Regions from separate parts of the Mus musculus genome. Here region 2 is linked to region 1. Evidence: chromatin contacts called from public HiChIP or PLAC-seq data. All regions are on one chromosome and are shown on one strand. Each heading gives the region's core, a stretch centred on a gene start, on an enhancer-like site or on the middle of the called end of the contact. The rest is flanking DNA. Distances are from core to core; before and after follow the strand shown. Region 1 overlaps Aunip (aurora kinase A and ninein interacting protein). Region 2 overlaps Rhd (Rh blood group, D antigen).

What was found. HiChIP or PLAC-seq counts read pairs in DNA pulled down with a chosen protein or histone mark.
Region 2: an H3K4me3 HiChIP or PLAC-seq map of bone marrow-derived macrophages shows a contact between it and region 1, with 4 times the contacts expected there. The contact joins two enhancer-like sites. A contact is called at or near these places in 1 of 484 Hi-C or Micro-C datasets (nephron progenitors), 5 of 115 datasets of contacts at active chromatin or transcription factors (bone marrow-derived macrophages, cardiomyocytes, embryonic basal ganglia and 2 more) and 1 of 9 other capture datasets (pancreatic islet).

Annotation. Positions count from the first base shown.
Region 1 is chr4:134,513,649-134,521,471 of GRCm38.p6, reverse strand. The region is part of intron 1 of Aunip (aurora kinase A and ninein interacting protein); the gene reads right to left. Among named protein-coding and RNA genes, the nearest start is that of Aunip, 6.6 kb to the right of the region's middle. Within about 2 kb of position 4,336, at least 94 of the 459 cell types and tissues checked have an H3K27ac peak or open chromatin away from gene starts, as enhancers often do. A contact at or near this core is called in bone marrow-derived macrophages and pancreatic islet, where this site is marked.
Region 2 is chr4:134,876,922-134,884,744 of GRCm38.p6, reverse strand. It overlaps Rhd (Rh blood group, D antigen), which reads right to left. Exons shown (of 10, transcript NM_011270.3): 3 at 4,705-4,855; 4 at 569-731; 5 at 63-226. Among named protein-coding and RNA genes, the nearest start is that of Rhd, 16 kb to the right of the region's middle. Within about 2 kb of position 5,189, at least 43 of the 459 cell types and tissues checked have an H3K27ac peak or open chromatin away from gene starts, as enhancers often do. A contact at or near this core is called in bone marrow-derived macrophages and pancreatic islet, where this site is marked.

The DNA of each region.
Region 1 (7,823 bases), core at 3,087-5,586:
CTGAGGGAGAAAAAGAATGGAACCTGTTACTGTAACAGCAGTGATTCTTGGAAGCATACTGGTCCCACCCTGTGGCCCAGCTCATCCCACTCTCTAGGCAGCTGGTTTATACTGGACACCATCTCCCTCTGCTTCCTGCCATTGAGAGGATCTTTACTTCAGTGCAGTCTTTCCAATATTCAAGAGTTATCAGTAAGGCTGACCAAAGAGTATTAATCAAAGAATGCAAAGATGAGGCCCTCTCCTTTAGATTTAGAAATAGTTGATTCTGCACTAGCAATCAATACATTTTGGATAATTTTCAACTATGCACTTAATGGTTAAGAACATGGCCGCAGAACCACATGGGATGAGTTCAAATCATTCAAACATCCCTTTATGGTCAAAGTCCCAAAGAAACCCAGAACAGAAGAAACAAACATAAAGGCAACATATGTTACTTAAGAAAAATTTCCACTAAACCCAGGAACAAGTCAAGGTGTCTACTTTCTCTGCTCCTAACCAGTGCAGCAGTCTCAGCTGGAACAGTAAGAGACGCAAACGGAAGGGTTAAAAATAGTAAAGGAAAAACCGAAGCAGCCCATTGTAAATGAAATTATTATAGATGAAGTTAGCGTCTGGCCTTGCCTGTTCAGGACTGTCTCAACCAAGGTGGGAAGACGCACTCTTAGAGTAAGCAGCACCATGCAGAAAGGAGAAGGCCAGCTGAGCGACCAGCCCTCAGTCTCTGCTCACTAACTGCAGACACAATGTGAACAACTGTCCCCCACTGCTACGGCCAGGACTTCACCACCACATGGACTATCCCCTCAAACTGTGAGCCAAATACCAGCCATTTTCTTGCAAACTGCATCATTTCATTTTCTTTAAGGTTGAATATGATGTGTATATATATGCTTTCATTATCCATTCAGTTCATCTGGATGGGCATCTGGGTTGATTCCATATCCTTGGTGTTGGGATAGAGTGGCAGTAAACAATGGGCAAGCCAGCATCTCTGCAGTAGGCCATGAGTCCTTCGGGTCTATGTCCAGCATCTCTGCAGTAGGCCATGAGTCCTTCGGGTCTATGTCCAGCATCTCTGCAGTAGGCCATGAGTCCTTCGGGTCTATGTCCAGCATCTCTGCAGTAGGCCATGAGTCCTTCGGGTCTATGTCCAGCATCTCTGCAGTAGGCCATGAGTCCTTCGGGTCTATGTCCAGCATCTCTGCAGTAGGCCATGAGTCCTTCGGGTCTATGTCCAGCATCTCTGCAGTAGGCCATGAGTCCTTCGGGTCTATGTCCAGGCGTAGGAGGCCAGGCCACGTGCTTGCTCTCTTTTTCACTTTTAGAGAAAGGTCCCCGATGATGTCACAGTGGCGCACAAGGCTCCCCTCGGAACCAGCTGGGAATAAAATTCCTTTCTCCCTCCCGCTGCATGTGCCAGCTTTCCCCTAAGATTTGTTACTATTTCATGAGTGTTTGCCTACATGTGTGTCTGTGGACTGAGTGCACGTGTGGTGTCCGTCCTCAGAGGCTAGAAGAGGGCACCAGATCTCCTGGAACTGGAGTTATAGACTGTTGATAGGTTTCACTATGTAGACCCAGCTGACCTTGAATTTGTGGCCCTCCAGCCTCCACCTCCCAAGTGCTTAGCCTACATGTACACACTAGACTCCAAATCATTAGTTCTAGGCAGGAGTTGACTTCAGTTGTACATATGGAAACCCTATTGTACCTCAAATGGTTAAAACAAGATTATACATTTAAAAGCAGATTTTTTGCCAGGTATAGTGGCACACATTTCTAACCCCAGCACTGGAAAGGCAGAAGCAGGTGACTCTCTCCAAATTCAAGGTCAGACTGGTCTACATAGTAAGTTCTAGGCCAACCCTGGCTACATACAAACCAAACATTTAAACACAGGAGCAGTGCACTGGGGAGATAGCCCAGTTGGTAAGAGCACTAGCTGTTCTTCCAGAGGACCTGCACACACATGGCAGTCACTACCATCTGTTGCCCCAGTTCCAGGGGATCCACCAGCACCAGGCATACATGTGGTACACAGACATACAGGCTAGCAAACATTTATACACCTAAAAGTTAAAATTAAAAAACAGAAATAGCTGACCCCATGAAAACCCAAAATACCATGAACAGCAGGCAGTTAAGAACTGGGGGCAGAGAGGAGACCATGGCAGGCTTCCCTAGCCTGCTACTGGAAGTACTTTCCAGGTCAGTATGCACCCAAGATGAGCACTGCAGTCTATCAACTAAGTCACTGTAGGACTGTTTTTTTTTTTTTTAAAGATTTATTTATTTATTATACGTAAGTACACTGTAGCTGTCTTCAGACACTCCAGAAGAGGGAGTCAGATCTTGTTACAGATGGTTGTGAGCCACCATGTGGTTGCTGGGATTTGAACTCCTGACCTTTGGAAGAGCAGTCGGATGCTCCTACCCACTGAGCCATCTCACCAGCCCCCTGTAGGACTTTTTTTGTTTGTTTGTTTTTCTTTTCTTTTTGTTTCTTCATTTTTTCTAGACAGGGTCTCTCTTTGTAGCCCTTGCTGTCCGGCACTCACTCTACCAACTCTTTCCGTAAGAGAGAAGTCCTTATTGCTTCACCTTGACTTTGAGTTTGGGAGAAATCCTGTTACTATCTTGACCCATAATCTGGATCCCCAAACTAGAATGCAAAGGACTTCTGCCTTGCTCCCTAGAAACACTCACTCTTGGAACCTACCCAACACATTGTAAGAGGCCCACGCTGGCATATGGTCTTTCAATTTGATGGGAACACATGTTAAATGTGTGAAATATTGTGAATGATATTTGAGTATCTATATATGCAAGCTACTGAAATGCAAACAAACAAAATGCTCAGCGAGCTAGAGGTCAGTCTGCATTGGGGGGGGGAGGGGTTCTTTGCTGGTTGGGGGGGGGGGCATGATTATAAGCCCAAGGCAAGAAAACAGAGACGAAAACACTGGGCCAACCCCGGTTCCATGAGTCCAGGACATTATCCAAACAAGTTTTCCTTGGAGAGTTTCAACTGGTGGGTTAAGGCAAGCAGATCTGAGTTCTAGGAGATCACAGAGTTAGGACCCAGTCAATGTCAGGTAGGAAGATAAGCAAAGCCAGCCAGCCAGGCTGCATCTAGCTGTCCCACAGGACGTGGGCACCAGCAAACAGCTGTATAAAGCAGGTAATTGGATTGACCACACTGAGGAGCTGTGGGGTTCTAGATTAGGGTACAAAATTGGAAACTTATATAGTCAATGGCCTCCACTTCTGGCATTAGAAAATGTAACTTCTGACTAAAATGGATGCCAGGAGGTCACAAAGCATAAGAATGGACAACAGTCTTTGCCAGGCTACAGGTGTGCATCCCTCGAGTGCGGTTATCTTCGTTCGCCACTGCTGTTAAGCCTTTCCACCTAGTGAACTAAGCTTTCCCTCTCTCTTAGAAAGAAAGGAGGTAGTAACAGCAAGGAGAGTGCTAAACACGTCAGCAGCCACTTTCCTGGAGATCTCCAGCCTATTTTTACCCAAAAAAGCTCAAAGTCCTCCCACTCATCCCTCAGAGAGGAAGAGTAAGGCGCTGCAACAGGATGTACCTGATCAGCAAGGCTGGCCGGTTGTTCACTCGGCAGATAACTATTTACTGAGTACAACTGCTAAAGACTCCTGCTGGCCTTTCACGCTAATGAACAACAAAATAGACAGGTTAAATACAGAGCATATTGCATGCTGGACGGACCATGCTACAGTGAAAGATGAAGCAAGGGAGAGATGGCGACGAGCGCGTGGGGCAGGGACAGAGGCTAAGGAAGAACTCACTGATAAAACTGGGATCCGAACAAGCGCAGAATGGTGCGCGTGGCTCTACTCCACCCACTCAGGAGCAGACAAGTGCTAAAGCACCAGGCCAAGGGACCCAGGAGCAGCAGGGTCGGTGTGGCTGGAGCAGAGCGAGGTCGAGCAGCGAAAGAGCCAATGCCTGTCCAATCAGTGCCCGTGAGACTGAAGGAGCTTCTGGCCATTATGAGGAGACAGAGACAATTCAACTAAGCCAAGGGTTATCCTGGCCCTGGGAGAGACACGGTAAGAAATGCGACTCTAGACTAGGCATTGAGGCACTCTCATAAGCCCAATGCGGGGGAGACCTTAGTTGGGGAGAGGGGAGGCAGAGCCGAGGACACGGAGGTGGTAGAGGACCTGAATGCCCTCCAAGAGGCTTAGATACAGGGAGGCCTTCTGTTCAACCCAAGGACAAACTGACAGGATGGAGAGGGAAGAATGGAGGAAAGAATTCTAAATATAGCAGCAAGCCCAGCAGAGAATGTGCTGACGGCATGAATGCTAACAGAGCTGCGGAGGATCAGGACAGCAGTCAGTGCTCCACCTCACTGGCCTAGAAACCAGCGATGACTCAGCCAGGGTTTCTGGGATGTTCCTGATCACGCCCTTTCTTTAATTATAATGACATTTAAATGTAACACAATGAAGGTGGCAAACATATCACCTTAAATTTGTGTCACCTCCCTAATGTGTAGGAAAATATATTTCCTAGGGGCTCCCAAGGATGCCAGCACACACACACAGATGTGCATATCTGCATATGAAGTAAAAATGATTTAAAAGTCAGAGAGAGTAGTGGTAGCAGGATTGCCTGGCACGTGCCAGGCCCTAGATTCAATCCCCAGTACTGGGGCAAGGGCGCAGTGGCAGGTTTTTCAATGTTTTGTGTTTTTTTTTTTAATACAGGAAGCATAGTTAAAAGATAAAACTTGGGGCTGGAAAGATGGCTCATCGGTTAAGGGCACTGACTGCTCTTCCAGAGGTCCTGAGTTCAATTCCCAGCAACCACATGGTGGCTCACAACCATCTGTAATGGGGATCTAATGCTCTCTATATGCTGGTGTGTCTGAAGACAGCTACAGTGTACTCATATACGTAAAATAAATAAATAGATCTTCAAAAAAAAAGATAAAACTTGAAAGTTACATAAGTGAAATAGTCTTTTCAAACAGTCATAGAACGTGGGGGGCTTCTGTGGAAGGTGCGTAGCCATAACCCCAAGAGTGAGAGAACTCCCTTTAACAATGCTCTGTTTCAGTTTTCTACGGCAGCTCTAGTCTAAGGCATTAGTGGAAACTACAGAAATACACAAGGTAAGCTGTAATCTGTCACTGACTACTGCAGTGGGTTTCTACACGGTATATTGTTATTAGTTTCTATTATTGTTCTTTATAAGGTAAAACTTCAGGGCTGGGGATGTACTTCAGTTGGTGGAGTGCTTATCTGGCATTCACAAAGCTCTGATTTTGAGCTCTAGCACATTATAACATTGGGCAGAATGGCCATGCCTAAAATCCAGCCCCAGAAGACAGAGATGGAAAATCAGAAGCTCAGCTCATCCTGGCCTACATGGGAGCTCAAGGACAACCTGCAATGCACAAGGCTCTGGCTTTTTGGGGGGAGGAGGGAAGTTCAAGACAGGGTTTCTCTGTGTAGCTCTGACTGTCCTGGAACTCATTCTGTCGACCAGGCTGGCCTCGAACTCAGAGATTTGCCTGCCTCTGACTCCTAAGGGCTGGGATTAAAGGCCTGCACCACCACTGCCTGGCTGAGACCCTGTCTTAATAAGGGCTACAGAGATGACTCAGCAGTCAAGAGCACTTGTAGTCCAGAGAACCGGAGCACTTCACAATTGCCTCTGACGCCACTCCAGAGGATCTCTGGCCTCAAGGCACCTGCATCAACGTACACAAACTTCAACACAGACCCGCACACCCGTACAGAACTAGAAATAGATCTTGCCCTTAGGTGGCATACACTCTGAATTCAAATACTTGGGAGAGGCCAGCCTGATCTACACAATGAGTTCCAGGACACCCAAGGCTATAGGGAGACACTGCTTCAAAATTAAAAAATTATAAAATAAAAACCTTAATAAATGCTGTACATAGTGGTACATGCCTTTAATCTCAGCACTCAGGAAGAACAGACAAGTGAGTTCAAGGTCAACCTGTTCTACATTGTGAGTTCCAGGACAGCCAGAGCTGTGTAGAGAGATACTCTCTCAAAAAACAACAAACAAACAAAACAAAAAAATCTTAATACAAATTTATCATAGGTTTCTATCTATGGGAAAAATACAGAATATATAGGGTTCAGTACTGAGGTTTCAAACACCCACTAGATTAGGGGGACACTACTTTACTTATATAGACATCTTGAAGGATATCAATGTGTTAACTGTAACTACCACCAATGAGGCCTATTGTCTTTAAGATAATTCAGTACTATCTGTTTGGTTTTATTTTTATAAGCATGTATGAAAATGAGAGTCTATCATGTGGCCCAGTGGCTTTGAACTCTTGATTTTCCTGTCTCCATTTCCTAAACGCTGGGGTTACAGGCTTGTGCTACCACGCCTGGTTAAATAGTTCTTAAATCATAAAAAAGAAGATACCCACTATCTACTGCACCAAAACCTATGTAGTGAGGCCAGTGCTGTACGCTCGTGGCAGTGAGAACAGGTAAGACAGGAACTCGCTCTCATTAGAGGCCAACTATATGCCACCCCCATTCTCTCCAAAGTAACAGTTTTATGAAAGGACCAAGAGGGGGGAAGACAGGTTTTCCAAAGCACTGGCCAGTAGCTATGCCGTGTGCCTCTCTGATGGCTACTCTAGAAGAGGCAGGTTTCTACAGTCTGCCAGTCACTGTAGTGCTCCTGTCTGGTATTTGAAGTGTTTTATGAGAATATAGTTAAGAAAGTACACATTCACCAAGTGCGTGGATTTTTTTTCCCTCAGCCCAGCAAACAACGCAGGCAGCAAAAACCAGCTAAACATGCTCTGACTCAATGCACTGTGACACCATTACTCAGAGAGGTCAGGCCCCACAGGTTAGAGGCACTGTCCCCTTGAGATGCCAATCACAAGCCCAGGGCTGTGAGACCTGTGCTATCATTCCGGTCCACAGACCACTGTAATCGGCTCTCGGAGGCTCCAAGAGCCCAGAGAAACACTCGCATTTGTCGTTTCCTTTAAATACTACATACGCCCTGTCATCTCCGCAGGAAGGTCAAAGAAAATTCAAGGCCAGCCTGGTCTACATGGTGAGCACCAGGCCAGGCTGGGTTTGTGGTGATTTTGTTGCTGTTCCTCCCCAAGGCAGCCTCCCTGTATAGTCCAAGCTGACCTGAACTCAGCCATACCAAGATGGCCTCAAACATGGAATCCTCCTGCCTCTGGCTTCTGAGTCCCATGCCATCAGCTCAGTAGCTGTTTTAAATAGCAAAAGATGGAAGACAACTTTTCATTAATTAGGGACTACAGACACGTCAGACAGACAGACACACACACACCCCTCTGCTATGGACTGAACTGTGTTACATGGAGTTCACATACTGAAACAGTACCTCCCGGTGAGATGGTATGTAGAGATGGAGACTTGGGAAGTAGTTAGTATTGGATGAGGTTGAGGGAGCCTCTAATGACACTAGAGAGCCTGCTGTTTCTCCTCCTCCACACGTGCACCCACACAGGCATCACAATGCCACCCCAGCACATTGTTTGCAAGCTAGGAGAATCCTCGCCAAAACAGGAATATGACAACACTCTGATCCCGAGGCGAGCAGTCCTCAGAGCTAAGAAAACCAGTTCTGAGGTTTTTTGTTTTAAAAGATTTACTTATTTATTTTATGTATATGTACACTGTAGCTGTCTTCAGACACACCAGAAGAGGGCATCAGATCCCATTACAGATGGTTGTGAGTCACCATGTGGTTACTGGGATTTGAACTCAGGACCTCGAAGAGCAGCTGGTGC
Region 2 (7,823 bases), core at 3,940-6,439, 360 kb before region 1:
AGAAATGTAGGTGTTATGCACAGAGAACCATGTGCTGCCCAAGAGGCAGCCTTCCTCCTCACCATGTTGATCTTCCCTTGAGGGTGACTCAGGGCTGACATGGAGGTGGCTGTCACTGCGCTCACTGCCAGGGCGTAGTAGGTGTTGAACACAGCATTCCTTTTCTTTGTCCCTTCCAGGAGAGCAGAGTTGATAGCTGGCCAGAATATCCACAAGAAGAGGGTGCCTGGAGGGCAGAGGGCCGTTAGCCAGAACCAAGCCCCGATTCTGAAACTGCAGTCTTCCAGGGTGACAGAGGAGTGTCCTGAAGCTAGCAAGTGAAGCTGGTCACTTTCCAGCATGGTGACTAGTCACCTCTCCTCTCTGAAGTCCCAGGTTGGTGGGAAGCGGACCAGAGATCTAAGATCTAGAGTACTGAAATCTATAAATGACACTAGTCTTTGACAGCCAAATGCTTTCTTTTAACATGCAATGCAGAGACTAGGGATGGCTCAGTGGTTAGGAGCACAAGGGCTTATGTAGAGCCCAGACTCTGTTCAGGTGGGTTACCCAGCCCTCTGGTCCTCACCCAGCATGGCAAACAGACTGGAGCTCGTAGCCATTTGAACCTTCTCTGTCTGGGCGTTCTCACCCACTCTCCTGGGCAGAGATCTGGAAAGCCACCAAGCCACAGTTAGCCCAAAATAGGCCCCAAACACGTGCCCGTGCATCATGATGATGTGTTCTGTCATCTGCAACAGAGAACAATGGTCTGGTTAGTGTCTGAGTCCTAGGCAAAGGGTTGCTGCCCCTCTGAGCCAGTCCTGAGGGGGTGGGACTTGAACTCCGTATATCCCGCCTAGCCAGCTGACTTCCGCCTCAGAAGAGCCAGTGGGCAGCTACACGGCCCGTCCTGTAACAGTGTGCCACCACTGGAAAGACTCGGGGCTCTCATGCCTCATACGTAGTAAGTTTAATAAGCCTTGGGCCTCAGTCTTAGTGGATTTAGAGTAAAGGATGTTTTCAGGGTCTTCCAAAAACAAAAAACCAAAACCCAAAAACCCATGCAGAATTGGTCGGCTCGTCACCCCTCACTGCTGCTGCTTCGGCCAAAGCCACCTTCAAGGGAGCCTCCAAATTTCTCCCATAAGCCCGACTTCCTGTTTCCACCCCTGTCCCTATTGCATATTCTCCAAACAGCCGTGGAACCTGCCACTTGCCTGCTCAGAATCCTCCAGGGGTTTCCACTGCCCTCAAAGTGCCTCTCCCCTCTGTGAGCAGCAGGGGGACCCCGTGAGCTCCGCTCTTCCTCCTGAGGGCCTCACCTCTCCTCCCTCCACACCTCCTCTCCTCCTGCTTCCAGCTCCTCACACTTCCAGCCGGCTGGCTCTCACTAGGACACCTTGAAATGCTCGCTCCCAGGGCAGAGGGGGATGGGCAAGGAGGAGGAGGTGAGAGTGAGCAGCAAAAAAGGTACATCTCAGCACTCTGTTTTCTAGGAGAACCAAAGGGCAAGATGTGTGAATGGGTGTGGGCAAAGACACGGGCCTCTGGACAGACTTAATCTCTCCCAGGGCTGGCACTGTTGCCTGAGGCCCCCCAGGGCTGGCTTGCTGGAGCTTCCCTAACCATGTCTGGGGTCTTACCTGCCCCTCATATTTTGCGCCACCTGTCTATGGTTACTTTTCTTTTTCTTTTTTTCCTCAAAGATATATTTATTTTATTTTTATGAGTACACTGTAGCTGTCTTCAGACACACCAGAAGATGGCATTGGATCCCAAGACTGCTGGTTGTGAGCCACCATGTGGTTGCTGGGAATTGAACTCAGGACCTCTGGAAGAGCAGCCAGTGCTCTTCACCTCTGAGCCATCTCTCTGGTCCTATGGCTTACTTTTCATTATAGAATTTATCACTAACACGACACATCTTTTGCCCATTTCACTTTTTACTGGTAACTGTTTCTTTCGCAGCAGAAGTTCCTTGAGGCTGTATTTTTCCAGGGTCTTGAGAAGGACTGGGATCTAACAGGTACTCCCAGGAAGTTCTTCTCAAATGGGCGGGCGATGCTAAGAGCCTCGCTCACGCATAAAGTTGCAAGCCCAAGTAAGGACCAGAAAGAGGACACGCCTGCACTTCCAGCTCATAGAAGGCTGGAGTAAGAGGATGCTGCGATTTCGGGGCCAGCCTGGACTACAAAAGTGAGACCCTGTCATATACACCTAAAATGGAGCTATATAAGCTATATAGCTCATTCCATTGAATGCTTGCTTAGCATACATGCCTTTGCCATATTTATGTCTGTGAATTATGGGCAAGGATTGTGGTATACAGACCAAGAAAGTATAAAGAAGCCACGGCGGGGATGGGCGTAGGGCTTGAGGTGTGACTAGGGGGACATAGCTGCTATGAATTGATGTGGGTGTCACTATCCCTATGCGAGGTTATATGAGAAAGTAAGCCAAACAAGCCAGCAAGCATCAGGTCACCAAGGGTTCTGCCTTAGTTCCTGCCTTGAGTTCCTACCCTAATTTGCTTTCATGATAGACCGCAGTCTCAAAACTGAAACAAGCCCCTCCCTCCCCAAAGTTGCTTTGCTCACGGTGTTTATCACAACAATGAAACCACCACTAAGACGCTCTCTCTTTTGATGTGTGGTGTGTGATGTTTGATGTGTGATGTGTGTGTGTGTTTTCAGGTTAATGCAAACAGGCCATCACATGTCCTGCTCAGTCCACCTTCTTTCCTTGAGACAGGGTCTCTCACTGAGCCTGGAGCCAGGATAGCAGCAGCACACCACAGCAGTCTGTCTGTCTCCCCGACCCCCAGTGCTGGGCTTATGGGCACATCCTCAACTGCACCTAGATTCTGCAAGAGTGCTGGGAATTTGAACTCAGACCCTCATGCTTGAGCAACCTCGCTCTTTCCCACAGAGCCATCTCACGTCAGTGGATTAATACACGCACTCCCCAGACCATTGAGGCAGTGGAGTCACCCTCCAGAGGCAAATGAAGAGGCTGAGGCACTAAGAAGTTAATCCTGGGGACTCTGCTGGGGGCAGAGCTGGGGTGCACCTCGGGCTCTGACATCAACTCCGGCGCTTTTACTCCTAACAGAGGCTGAGACTCCCTGCTGCTATGATGCTGTGTGATTTGGCATAGTTCCTTCCCCTCTCTGAGCATTGGCTTTCTCATCTATGAGGTAAGAAGACTGACCATCTCATCCCTCGGGGTCACGGCAGGGTCAGGGTTCAGACAGAAGGACTGGGAAAGCCATTGGACTGGCACCCTTATGGGCTGGCTTCAAACCTAGACTCACAACAGCCCCTCTCAGAAAGACGTTATGCTAACCTTGAGATGGCTTTAAAGATTGCTTTAAAAGGAGACACTAGCGGTGAGTGTGGCAGTGCACACTTTTAACCCCAGCACTCTTTTTTTTTTTTTTTTTTTTTAATTTTTGAGACAGGGTTTCTCTGTATAGCCTTGGCTGTCCTGGAACTCACGCTGTAGTTCAGATTGGCCTCAAACTCAGAAATCCGCCTGCCTCTGCCTCCTGAGTGCTAGGATTAAAGGCGTGTGCCACCACGCCCAGCTAACCCCAGCACTCTTTTTTTTTTTTTAATTTTTAAAGATTTATTTATTTATTTTATGTATATGAGTACACTACAGCTGTCTTCAGACACACCAGAAGAGGGTGTCAGATCTCATTACAGATGGTTGTGAGCCACCATGTGGTTGCTGGGATTTGAACTCAGGAGACCTTTAGAAGAGCAGTCGGTGCTCTTAACCACTGAGCCATCTCTCCAGCCCCCATAACCCCAGCACTCTTGAGGCAGGGATAAGTATATCTCTGTGAGTTTGAGGCCAGCCTGGTCTACATAGCAAGTTCCAGGCTGGCCAGGGCTACAGAGTGAGATCCTGTCTCAATAAAACAACAACAACGACTCCGTCAGCATAAAATGAGACACTCAACTTGTAACTCGCTGGACCACTGCCATCGAGGTGTGAGTGGTGTGCCAGCTGCGTGTGGTGGCTATGCTTGGTTGTCGACTATATCTAGAATGAACTGAAACCCAAGAGATCTTAGACATGGAAGGAAAAAGCGCTTGCTCTTTGCCTGCTGGCCCTCACTCTCACTGGCAAGTTTAGTCCTTCACGGGTGCTAGGACCGGTTCCTTTAGGATTCCAGTGTCTACTGACGGCCAGCTGAGACACCCTGCCTCGCGGACTGAACAACTACGGGATTCTTGGGATTTCCATTGGGAGTTAGTGATTGTTGGGCTAGCTGGGCTAGCCTGTTAGTCACTCTGAAATATTATACATATTCTATCAGTTCTTTCTTTAGAGAACCCTGACTACTGCATTCTGGGAATTCATCTTAACGCATCCCTTAATAACCTTAGGAAGAGGCTGGAGAAATGGCTCAGTGGTTAAGAGCACTGGGTGCTCTCCCAAAGTCAGGACCACATGGTGGTTCACAACCATCTATCACAGGATCGGACGCCCTCTTCTGGCGGGCAGGTGTAATGCAGATAGAGCACTCTGATACATAAAACAAACAAACAAACAAACAAACAAACACCTTGTGAAGCTCCAGGCCCTCGCTTGCTGTGTTTAACCCTCAGTGGAGCCTAACCACTTGCAGTTCCAGTTGGGGTAGCGTCCTACCTCCCCACCTTCTCCAAGATCCCCCTCACAAGGTCCCCCCTCACAGCCCAGGGAACTCACTTTGAAGACCTTCTCGTCGGCAAATCTGATGGCACCAAAGGCCATTGCCTCCATCAGCACCATCACGGTCAGCTGCACCAGGTTGACCTTCCCCAGGACAGCGCCCGCTGAGATCAGCACAGGTAAGGTGCTCATGGTAGCTATCTGGATGCTGAAAAGCGGGATTAGGAGGCAAGTAGGAAGGGGAGGGAGAGAGAGGGAGAGAGAGGATGAGAGGACGAAGAAGAGTTCTCTCTCTTCAGGCCCCGCCCACAGGAACGCTACAGAGGCAGAGTGGGGCTGTCCTGTGCTCCATCAGGGCGGCACCTGTGGTCTGAGTTTTCTTTGCACAAAGACACGATACAGTGATGCTGGGAGTCTCAGAGCCTCTCCTACAAGTCACTGCGACTCAAAGTGGCTTTTTCTTCCTCAGGGACACAGCTGCCTGAATTTCACTGCCACCTCACACTTCCTTTCTGCCGTGGCCACTCAGATGCTCAGTAGAGGGCGCCCGTGTACCTGCTGGCCCACCACCCAAGCGGCTCATTAATCTTACGGAGCATCCGCCAGTAAAATAAGAATGACCTATTGGTTTCCCCGGAGCTGGGCCAGGGGTTAGAAGGAAGACATTGTATATGCATATATAATACAAAAATGATTAGCAATGGCAAGCACTTGAAGAGGAAACTCGTAAATTGGGGCAGGCATTATGAAGACTGTCAAATCCTTCCTCTCCTGGACAAGTGTGCAGGTTTGGTGTTGGGATTCGGGTAGAGAAAAACATTGTTGTTGTTATTTTGTTTTGTTTTGTTTTCAAAGTGATTTTGGTTGGCTTGGGAGACACGGGGCTTCCTGAGACAGCTGTGCCAACTGGGCTTATCAGGGAGGGCCTCCAGGGGGAGGTGGCACTGAGCTTTTCTCTGAAGCCTAGGAATTTAATGAAGCTGGCATCCGGATGCTGTTTAGAGGCTGCGGAGATGTCCAAGGTTAAAGGTCAGCCCTCCATCAGCAGGGATTGCTAGGTCGGCACTACGTTCTCTGTAGTGTACAAGAGGCTAGGGAGTCGGAAGGATGGCTAGTACCTACTGATAACAAACATGAGATTCAGGTCCCAGATCTGAAGCCAGATCTAAAGCCAGAGTCCACTCATCTGCACACAGCCTTCCTAGCAATCACTGTTGTTCATGAGGCTCAAAGGTGTGAGGGGAAGGTAAGAGAAGGACATGGGGAAGAGGTCCTGTGTGGACCAGGAGTGACTCAGTATGTGGGGAATCTCGGTGGTCACTGCGACCAGACAGGCTATTCTTGATGAGTGAGTGCTTACTGCTCTGACAAGCTCAGTACAGAAATCACTGGGCAGTGGGCAGTGTGGGAAGACCCTGACATGGGGTGGTTAAAAAGCCTGATTCAGCCGGGCAGTGGTGGCATGTGTTTTAATCCCAGCACTCCAGAGGCAGAGGTAGGAGGATGTCTGTGAGTTCGAAGCCAGCCTGCTCTACAGAGTGAGTTCCAGAACAGCCAGGGCTACACAACAAATGAAACTCTGTCTTGAAAAAATAAGGGGGGGGGGGGGATTTTAAAAGGCTGACTGAGCAATATCGGGACCTTGGATGACTTCCTGTCTAGGATAGAGACAACACCTGGGGAGTTCCGGTAAGAGCAGAATTCTTGAACACACATCAGACACAACAAGGAAGTTGATCACCGCCTGGACTTTCTAGGGAGTCTTCTGACCCCCCACTACCACATAAAAGTAACAGCATACTTGTAATCTCCACACTCAGAAGGCTGAGGCAGGAGGATCTCTTGTGAGAGGAGACCCTCAACTGAGGAACTGTCTCCATCAGATAGGCCTGTGTGTATGTCCATGGGGCATTTTCTTCCAGGCCCCGCCCACCAGGCCTTCCCTCTCGCTGCCCAGTTGATCCACACTGCTTCTGCTAAGTCATTTGCTGATATTTAGAAGCAGCATCCACCATGCACGAAGGACCAGTAAGCCCCCAGGTCTGAGCAAGTACCACGTGGTCGGCATCCTGTGCCAACTGCTGAGGAACCCAGCCTCCAGGATCAAGTAACAGCTGTGTTCTCTGCTCTCAGGGGTGAGATGTCCGTTATCATTATTTTAATGTAATCTAATTATATATATAATTTTTTTTAAAAAATTTTCCGGGGGCTGGTGAGATGGCTCAGTGGGTAAGAGCACCCGACTGCTCTTCCGAAGGTCCAGAGTTCAAATCCCAGCAACCACATGGTGGCTCACAACCATCTGTAACGAGATCTGGCACCCTCCTCTGGTGTGTCTGAAGACAGCTACAGTGTACTTACAGGTAATAAATAAATCTTTAAAAAAAAAAAAAAAATTTTCCAAGACTGGGTTTCTCTGTGTGGCCCCAGCTGTCCTGGAACTCGATCTGTAGACCAGGTTGGCCTCAAACTCACAGAGATCCACCTACCTAGGGCTCCTGAGTGCTGGGATTAAAGGCATGCATAACCAATAACCAGCCACTGTTTTTTGTCTTTAAAGATAGCGCCTCTCTAGGGCTGGTGAGATGGCTCAGCAATTAAGACCACTGACTGCTCTTCTGAAGGTCCTGAGTTCAAATCTCAGCAACCACATGGTGGCTCACAACCATCTGCAACGAGATCTGATGCCCTCTTCTGTTTTGAAAACAGCTACAGTGTACTTTTTTTGCAAGAATTTTTTAAAGATTTATTTATTTTATGTATATGAGTACACTGTAACTGTACTGATAGTTGTGAGGCATCATGTAGTTGCTGGGAATTTTGAATTCAGGACCTCTGCTAGCTCCAGTGGGCCCCACTCGCTCTGGCTCTAAGTACACTGTAGTTGTCTTCAGACGCACCAGAAGAGGGCATCAGATCTCCTTATGGATGGTTGTGAGCCACCATGTGGTTGTGTGGATTTGAACACAGGACCTTCAGGACCTTCAGAAGAGCAGTCAGTGCTCTTAACCACTGACATCTCTCCAGTCCAAATTTAAATTTACTTTTTGGTTGTTGTTGTTTTTTCAAGAGAAGGTTTCTCTGTGTATCCCTGGCTGTCTTGGAACTCACTTTGTAGACCAGGCTGGTCTCAAACTCAGAAATCCACCTGCCTCTGCCTCCGGAGTGCTGGGATT